3 separate regions of the Mus musculus genome follow, and regions 1 and 2 are each linked to region 3. The links are chromatin contacts, called in public ChIA-PET maps. All regions are on one chromosome and are shown on one strand. The core of a region is the stretch at or near the end of the contact, and the rest is flanking DNA. Distances in the headings are between cores, read along the strand shown.

Region 1 (2,744 bases), core at 73-2,572, 340 kb after region 3:
GACACATTGGAGCTATCAACACAAATGAAGTACCATGTCCTAGGAGGTCACATATCAAATTAAAGGTGTTTCTGTACCCTTCTCTGGGCCCCAGCCATTCTAAGTAATGGATTTACAGAGGATGGTTGCTGAGATCTGGGGTGTTCTTAAGTTGGGGCCCATCTCTTCTCAGCATCTCCATTTCCTTGAGTTGCTCTGAAGTACTTCCTGTCTCTTTATCTGGTGGCCACATGTTTTTCTAGACTGTTCTATCCAACAAATACCGAAGTCCAAAGCAGACTATGTAACTAGGTAGCCATAACCGATTCCATGTTTTAGAAAAGCAGAGAGAAGGGCACACATATTCTGACCTGCATGCTCTAGAACCCAGATGTCACCTCCATAGTTAAACTGTGAGGAGAAAGGGGGCTGACTACTTGTCCGGTCAGATTTCAGGGCCACTTGTCACCCTGGGGTGAGAGCTATCTTCATCAGAGCCCCTAAGTGTCCCTCTACAGAACTCTAGGCTTCACTCACTATAGGCAGCAGCCTCCCCCAGTACCTGACAGAAAGAAAAAATAAATCCCCCAGCCCTTGAAGGCCCTCCCTTGACAACTCTCTTTCCAGCCACCCCCTTCTTTTTTAAAATAAAATGTTCGTTTACATGTGACGACCTCATGGCTCTCTCTCGCCTACAAATAGCCCTGAGTATGGGGCTGCTCACTTTTAAGAACTAAACAACGTCAGAGAGTCTCTGGCGAGCCACTTGGAACGTCTTTCTATTCAGGAACTGAATAAGTATTTTATAGACACAGCACAGGCACAGATGGCTTGCTTTTAGACAAGAAGAGCCTTAGACAGCAGGTTGCGTCAGACTCAGGGCTTGCTTAGCTCATCCCAAACCCGTCCTTGCTGCATCGAACTCAGAGAGATACCTGCACGCAGGTGGCCCAGTGCGTGCCCTGCAGTGGGCGGTGGCTGCTTTGCTAATGGCTGGGACAGGGTCCACTAGCCTTACACTGCTGTAGCGGCTGCAGCTAATGATGCTAACTGCTGGGTCCAAATGACTTCAGAAGCACCAATCCTGGCCTACAGACCTAGAAATGTCAGTTGCGTTTGTCTCACTAAATCACACGGGGCAGCTCAGAACCCAGAGAGGGCCCTGCGGTGTCTTTTCTTGCTTCCTCCCTCCTTACTTTCATAGATCTTTAGAACACACACTGAGCCTTCTTTGTTCTTTCAGTATGTTGTCTGAGGAGTTTCAAACGCAGACTCCTACCCCAGATCTCTTCTGACAAGACTCCCCACCCCCCATAGGAGCATCACTGAACACTTGGAACTTGATCTCTAAAGGGTGTAGCCAAACATGAGATGTCACCTCTCTGAGCCTTGCTTCCTACTTGGCCTGGGGACTGTGAGGTCCTCCCTCTATCCACCGCTCACTGCTGTATAAATGTGGCAGTAGGTGTTATATACTGCGGGTTTGTTACCCATCCTTGTATGTGGCTCTGAGTGTTTCAGGGATGCCTTTTGGTTTAAGGCCTGGAAGAAGAGTAATGTAGCTTGACTCAAAAGCAGCAAATGTTAAAGGACACCTCTGATCAAGCAGGGGAACTGGTCTGGGCCGCCCGGGCTCCTCAGTAAACCACAAAGCACTGCACGGCTCACTCAGCATTATCGCTACCTCAGCTCATGTCACCCTTGTTCACTAACACCTCTGAGGGAAGCCAAGTGAGGATCATGATCACATGATCATGCTAGACCACGGGGACAGCAGTTTAGAGAATCACCGTGCCATCACCACCTTCCCAGGCCTCCCTGCGTGTGTCACATTGTCAATGGTTCCATGTTGACAGTGCCCTCTCATGGAAGGCCACTGATTGTCCCTGGACAGTCTCCCATTATGTCTACCCTGTGGCAGGCATTCACTCTAGGGTGGAATACGGGAGTCATTTTACAGAGCCAAAAAGCATATTGGTGACATATGCTGCTTGGGAGACCTAGTGAAGGGACCACATGGCAGTGAGGTGGCTGAACCTGGGACAGTAATTGGTACCCCTGGGTGTCTCACAGTGATCCTCCTCACCCCGAACCCAAACAGAAGGCTGGTCTTGTCTTGCTTCATCACTTAAACCCCACCCCAACCCCTGAGACGCACACCCCCTATAACTGCTAAGAGTGCTCTCTCCACAGTTTCATGATGACAACCAGTACAACCATTATTCAGGTGACAAGTACATCTCATGTTCACTTAAAAACTGTCCCCCTCCCCATGGGGCTGGAGAGGTGGCTCAGCGGTGAAGAGCATTGATTGCTCTTTCATAGGACGCTGGTTCCGTTCCCAGCATCCGCGCAGCAGGTCACAGCTATCTGTCTGTAAGTTCAGATCTAGCAGATCTGATGCTTTCTTCTGGGTTCTGTAGGCGTGGTATGCACATGCCACACAAACACACAAGCAGGCAAAACACCCATACACACAGAATAAAATACAAATGAATCTAAAAATTAAATTAAATTAAACTGCCCCCCCTCCGGCTGGAGGTGTATTTCAGCGTCCCAGTGATAGAGTACTTGCCAATCCCCATATCTTCCAGCACTCAAAAAATAAAATAAAATAAAATAAAAACAAAAACAAAAACAAAAACTAAAAACATCTTTCACAATGTCACAGAGAAAATGTCAACCGGGGCTCCTTGAGCACTTATAGCCATCTACAAATCCATAAGCATCCTGCTGGTACCCAAGTCATCACTCGGACCTCAGCT
Region 2 (2,700 bases), core at 44-2,543, 420 kb after region 3:
CCTGCGCGGCTCGCGCTGGCGTTTTCTTTTCTAAATGAACCCAGCTGGGGCGGTGGAAGCTGCTGAGAGTCTGCCCTGCTGCCTGACTTTGCAAGCCCCTCCACTTGCTTGAAATCCGGCGGATTTGCACCGCGACCTGCCTTGTTTATTTAGATGGGAAGATGAAAGATACAGAGATAGAAAGATGGATAAGAGGATGATAGGTATTTTCTCCCCTTCCTTTTTCTTTCTCTTCATTTTTACTGTTATAAGAGCATCCCTTTTTTTTCCCCACTCATGACTTTTTTGTTAACTCGTGGCGGGGATTTTTTTTTCACCAACCCAAAACCTCCCCCCCACACCTTTTTTTTTTTTTTGAGTTGGGGGGGGAAAGAAGACAAGACCGTCCCAGGAGACGGAGGTGGGGAAATGAGGAGGGGGTGCTCCAGCACAGCAAACAGCTGCGCAGCTGGATTCTTTTGCAAATAGCGAGAGGAGGGGAGGGGACGGCGGCTTCGGAATCCTAGCAGCGGCGCGGTCGGCGCCCAGCCTGGCGGGGCGCAGCGACCGGGAACCCGAAGCCCGCGGCCATCCCTTTCCCCTGCGGGTCCCTGGGTCCAGGGCGCTCTCGGGGCTCCGTCCGCCCGCTCCTCCGAGCGCGGACCCACGCGCTCGCCAACTTTTCCCGGCTCCCCCTCCCCCTCCACTCCTCGGCCCCCTCCCCCTCCTCTCCAAACCCCGCCACCAGCGCCGCCGCCGCCACACACGCCGCTTGGAGGGCCGAGCGTCCGGCCGGGCTCGGCGCGCACAGCCGCCTGCAAGCCCGCGCGCCCCCTCCCCGGCCCGGAGCCCGCGGCGGCTGCCCCCGGCTGCAGAGAAACTTTCCCAGAACCCCACGCTCGGCCGCTGCTCCCGGGTTGGTGTCCCCAGCCCCGGGCGCCCGGAGCCCCAGCCGCCGGCCCTTCGCGCGTGCGGCAGACACTTACGCGTGATGAGTTCCCTCTGGGACAAGTGCTGCGGGTTGCCCTGTTTGCGGCGGGACATTGCCCCGGCATCTATTCTGGCATCGCCCGGAAAGCTGCACAGATGCGGGCCGGGGAGGGGGTCTGAGCCGCCGCCGCCGCCGCGCCTCCTCCTCCGCCCGGGTTGGTGCCTCTGCCCTTCCTCTCTTCCTCTTCCTCCTCCTCTTCTTCTTCTTCGTCTTTATTTTGCTCTTTCTTCTGGGCTGTGTTTTTGTTTTTGTTTTTGCAAAAAGAAAGAAGAAAAAGCCAGGAAGATGGCTTGCTCTAAAATAGAGAAAAGGCTAAAATAAATTATAAAACTGCTGTTGCTCGCCGCTGGCTGGCCGGTTTCTTTAAAAATATATTCTTTTGGAGGAAAAATATCTCTCACACTTCTTCAAAGTGCTTGGCCTCTTAGACTTGTAAATGTCTTCTTGAAGTTACGCCGGGTTTTGCACCGGCCTCTGACACTTTTCTTTCGGGGTCTGGTAGGTGGAACGCGCACTTCCACCCAAGGGGAGGGGGGAGGAAAAAATGCAAACAAATTTCAAAAAAGCCAAAAAAAAAAAAAAGGCAAAGAAAACTTGGGGACTTGTCTCGTACCCCCTCACCCCGCCCCCTCAAAAACCCAAAAGCAATGAAAAGCTGCCTTGGTTCGGCTCTTTCTGGGTTTTCTGCGCGCTGCCTGCTTTTTTTCTTTCTCGGAGGCTGACCCCTCCGAGGCTCTGGGGGACTCCGGGAGCGGCTCCTTCCCGGGTCACCTGGCAGGCTGGCGCCGGCCGGAGGGGCTGCGGGTCCCCGCGTGCGCTCCCCAGCGCTGCCCGGCGCCGCGGGCCCAGGGGGAGCGGGGCTGCGGGGCGGCTCGCCCAGTGCGCCCGGGTCGGTGCGGGCGTGGACGGGAGCTATAGATTGCAACGTGAAGATGGCGGAGTCCGGGTTCTCCGGGAGCTCTCGGTCTCTCTGTGGCTGGGGCTGCCTCTGTACAATGGGATAAAATTCAAGTTCAAGTGCGGACGTGACGTTTAATCTGCTCTAGAGACAAAAAGACCCAGAGAGTCGGAGCACTGGGGGCGACTAGCGGTGGCTTTTTAACATTGTACCCTGTAAGAGAACAAGAAAGCACACACCGAGACACGCGCGCGCGCACTCACACACACTCGCCAGTGCGCACACCCGCAACCCAGGCCGGCCGGCCACACGTGCAAACTACTGTTTTTGTAAGCTGGTCTTATCACCGAGCACCGGTAGCGCAAAAGAGGGTGGGGGGGGATAAATAAAATAAAATCTTGTCCCCACTCACTCTTCCTCCCCCGGGAGCCGGACTCCCTGAGAAAGGGGGCGGAGTGCTGTGTGAGTAACTGAGGTACACTGAGTCCAAGCAAGTCCAAACCCACCCACTCGAGAAAGAGGGCTGGAAACCACGGGCTGGGGGAGACTGAGGCGACAGATAAAATTGTTTTCCTTCACTCTCTAGAAAAGTAGTTACAGTTGGTTTTACTTATTTGGAGAGGGGAGCATTTTGTAGAAACTTCCAAAAAAGTGTCTCCATATAAACCGTTGGGGGTTGGTCGTCTCAAACAACAAAATTAATGATACTGAGGGGCACAGTGGGGGGGGGCACATTTTGTTTGAATCCCATTCCAGAAGGGTTCTTCGCCCTTCTGGGCCCCATTAACTCCTAGGGGTCAAGCACTGCCCCGCCCCCACACCCTAGTCTCCT
Region 3 (2,700 bases), core at 23-2,522:
GCATCCTATAAATAAAAATTCATCAAAGGATAAAAAAAAAATGATTCGTTTTCCGTGGAGATACTGCAGGCTCCTTGCCCGGTATCCAGATAAACATTGATTTAGGCAGATAGTTTATGAATTATACAGTGGTTTTAAAAGTGGGGTGGCAAGGAAAATAGAATATACCGTAGAACTTCGCATGGTTTCAGCCGATACAAATGAAGGATTCTGGATAGAATCCTGCCCCTCCTGTGCTTGAGATATCCCCACTTCAAAGGTGGCCAGTCAGGACACCCTTTTTGGCGACTGCACGTTTAAAACCGTGCTTACTGCTATTTCGTCTGTGAATGATTGGTTGACCTCATCCAGGCAATCAGCTAATTTGTGCTCTAAGCCAAAAGTTGAGGATATTCGAAGGAACAAGGCACACACTGCTGAAAGAGTCGGGAGGAAGAAAAGGAGATAGAAGAAGAGGGAGGGATGGGGGTCTGGGGAGGCATCTACTTAGGGTAGCAAGACACTTCGGGGCTGTAAACAGGAGGTAGTCTATTATTGGGAACTGATTGTATGTGTCAGGGTTACCTATTAGCTAACTCAAAGAATAATGAGAGAATCCAGGAATCTGAGCCATATTGAGTCCACCATCACAAATAACCAAGGTGGCGTTATCAGAGCCAAGGGTACCCAGTGAGACACAGACACCCAGTAATGCTTTCAGACGGGAGCTCGAGTAACGGAGGGGCGCAGCATAACTACAGCTGGAAGCGACAGTGAAGAAACGGGGAGAAGCATGCTGGCTTCCTCTCTTCTCTGCCCTGTCTTCCGGAGGTGAACCCCATGTTAGTACTTAGATTTAAAAGCCGGGAGATGAAGGGAACAAGGGGTTTGGGGTGGATCCGTCCTCTCAAGGACACAGGGATCCTGCAGGGGGCCACTTTACTCAGGTTTGGGGCTGATCATCCTCTAAGGAATGCAGGGGTCTGAGGGGAGGGGGGAGTGGTTCTTTTCCCACTTTACAGGTAAAGATTGCCAGACCTGGGACCTGAGCCCCTTGTCAATGGTCAAACAGCCAGTGGGACTTGGGGCATCTACAGACTTGTTTCTTAGTCTGTATATACAGAGTCTCATCTCACACACCACAGGCTGGTCCTAAATTCGAAATACAACTAAAGCTGACCTTGAATTTCTGATCCTCCTGCCTCCACCTCCCAAGTGAAGGGATTATATATGCGTGCCATCTAGCTCTGTTTATGCTGGTCGCAGACTGTACACGGGGCTTCCCACACACTAGGCAAGGGCTCGTCAAACCCGACCACTTCCTTGCCTAAGATCAAAAGCTCTGCATTTGACCTTCACTGACGGCTTCGCTCATCTGATTTCCAAAATTCCTTCCCACCGTTGCTATTTTTTTTTCCAAAATGGATTTATTTCTCAAACAAAACTTATCCAATCTGTTTTATTCTAATCCTTGATTCTATCAGAGGTATGGCAAAATATAATCTTTTATGAAAAAAATACAAAACAACTATTATTTGTGATACCTTTGTCAGATAATTGAGTGAAAACGGTTTTATCATAACGGCTTTATTTCTTTTTTCTTTTTTAAATCTTATTAAAAGAATTATATTCCTGACACTAAAAGCAAAGATCGTATTAAGTCTTGGAATTAGTGGTCTTTGGGAAACATTTCAGGAGAGTGAGCCTTCCCTGCAAATGTGGAGCCTCGTGGTAATCTAAGGAGCTTTCTATTGACAAGAATTTAGCCATTGCCCGCACCCCAAATCCAGATTGTTCCAGGCCCCTTTGGCTAAATTGGCGCCTATGTTACAGGCAATTTGTGCTTCAAGGTTTTATCTTGGTCATTACTGCTGCTGCAGCTTATTTGAATATTTTAATGAATGATGTTATTGTCTCTATGCCTGGGGGTCTTTTCAGCAGAGATCGCATTTAAAGGAGGAAAAGAAATACAGAAAAATAGCTCTAAATACGTCAGCGAGGATGGATGAGTCACTTCGGCTGTGCAGTAAAGCCAGAGCTGCCAGGTCACTGCCACAAGGCAAATATGCTAATGAAGGAACCAGGCCATGGAGAAGAGAGTGCTGACGAGTCAACTGGAGGAACCAGGGAGGTCTTCTCAGAGTCACCAGCTTGGTCAAAACCAAAAGAGGACACAGACATAGGTATAGTGCAAAAATATGGACTGCGGTGCTGGACCTTGCAGAAAGTGTCTACTGCCACGGGGCTGGGTCAGGAGAAAGGTTAGTTGTAAAAGCACTGTGGGAGTTCTGTTATTTTACTGATTGGAAATGTGCTCTGATGGAAATAAATATGACTTAGAAGCTGTCCCTTTCTGAACCCCTTTCCTAGACAGATGTCAGTTCCATTGAGCATGAGCATCTCGCCATGGAGGGTATGAATCTACTGTTTTAAGATGGACATGGGTCATGCAACAAGGATTTGAAGCCCAGGTCTGCTTCTGCCCCTGGTGCTTTTCAAAGAGTCAGCATCCTGGTTCACCACTGGAGAAGAATAAGGGAGCTAGCTGCTATTGAGAGTGGAGACATAGCCTCTGCATGGTGGCCTCTGCAGGTATTCCAAGACTGTGGCCTTCTGCTACAGTTGCTCCCCCAATACCTGTGACTGTTGTATGCACTACACCTGATGCAGTAGGGGTCACATCACACCCACAATCAGGAAGCAGAGAGAGATGAACGCTTA

Evidence for each region. ChIA-PET counts read pairs in DNA pulled down with a chosen protein or histone mark.
Region 1: an RNA polymerase II ChIA-PET map of memory CD8 T cells shows a contact between it and region 3, with 13 read pairs. The contact joins two enhancer-like sites. A contact is called at or near these places in 5 of 115 datasets of contacts at active chromatin or transcription factors (double positive thymocytes, embryonic basal ganglia, memory CD8 T cells and 2 more).
Region 2: a contact with region 3 is called in an RNA polymerase II ChIA-PET map of memory CD8 T cells, with 24 read pairs. The contact joins the promoter of Bcl11b here to the enhancer-like site in region 3. A contact is called at or near these places in 8 of 39 promoter capture datasets (the 3T3-L1 cell line, cranial neural crest, embryonic stem cells and 2 more), 1 of 15 datasets of contacts at CTCF or cohesin (stem cell-derived epiblast-like cells) and 11 of 115 datasets of contacts at active chromatin or transcription factors (the SCID.adh cell line, craniofacial prominence, double positive thymocytes and 8 more).

What each region holds. Positions count from the first base shown.
Region 1 is chr12:107,920,094-107,922,837 of GRCm38.p6, forward strand. The region is part of intron 3 of Bcl11b (B cell leukemia/lymphoma 11B); the gene reads right to left. Among named protein-coding and RNA genes, the nearest start is that of Bcl11b, 82 kb to the right of the region's middle. Within about 2 kb of position 1,323, at least 43 of the 459 cell types and tissues checked have an H3K27ac peak or open chromatin away from gene starts, as enhancers often do. A contact at or near this core is called in memory CD8 T cells, where this site is marked.
Region 2 is chr12:108,002,121-108,004,820 of GRCm38.p6, forward strand. It overlaps Bcl11b (B cell leukemia/lymphoma 11B), which reads right to left and starts at 1,294. Exons shown (of 4, transcript NM_001079883.1): 1 at 966-1,294. The coding sequence starts at 1,023.
Region 3 is chr12:107,584,014-107,586,713 of GRCm38.p6, forward strand. No RefSeq gene overlaps it. Among named protein-coding and RNA genes, the nearest start is that of Gm33236, 65 kb to the right of the region's middle. Within about 2 kb of position 1,273, at least 14 of the 459 cell types and tissues checked have an H3K27ac peak or open chromatin away from gene starts, as enhancers often do. A contact at or near this core is called in memory CD8 T cells, where this site is marked.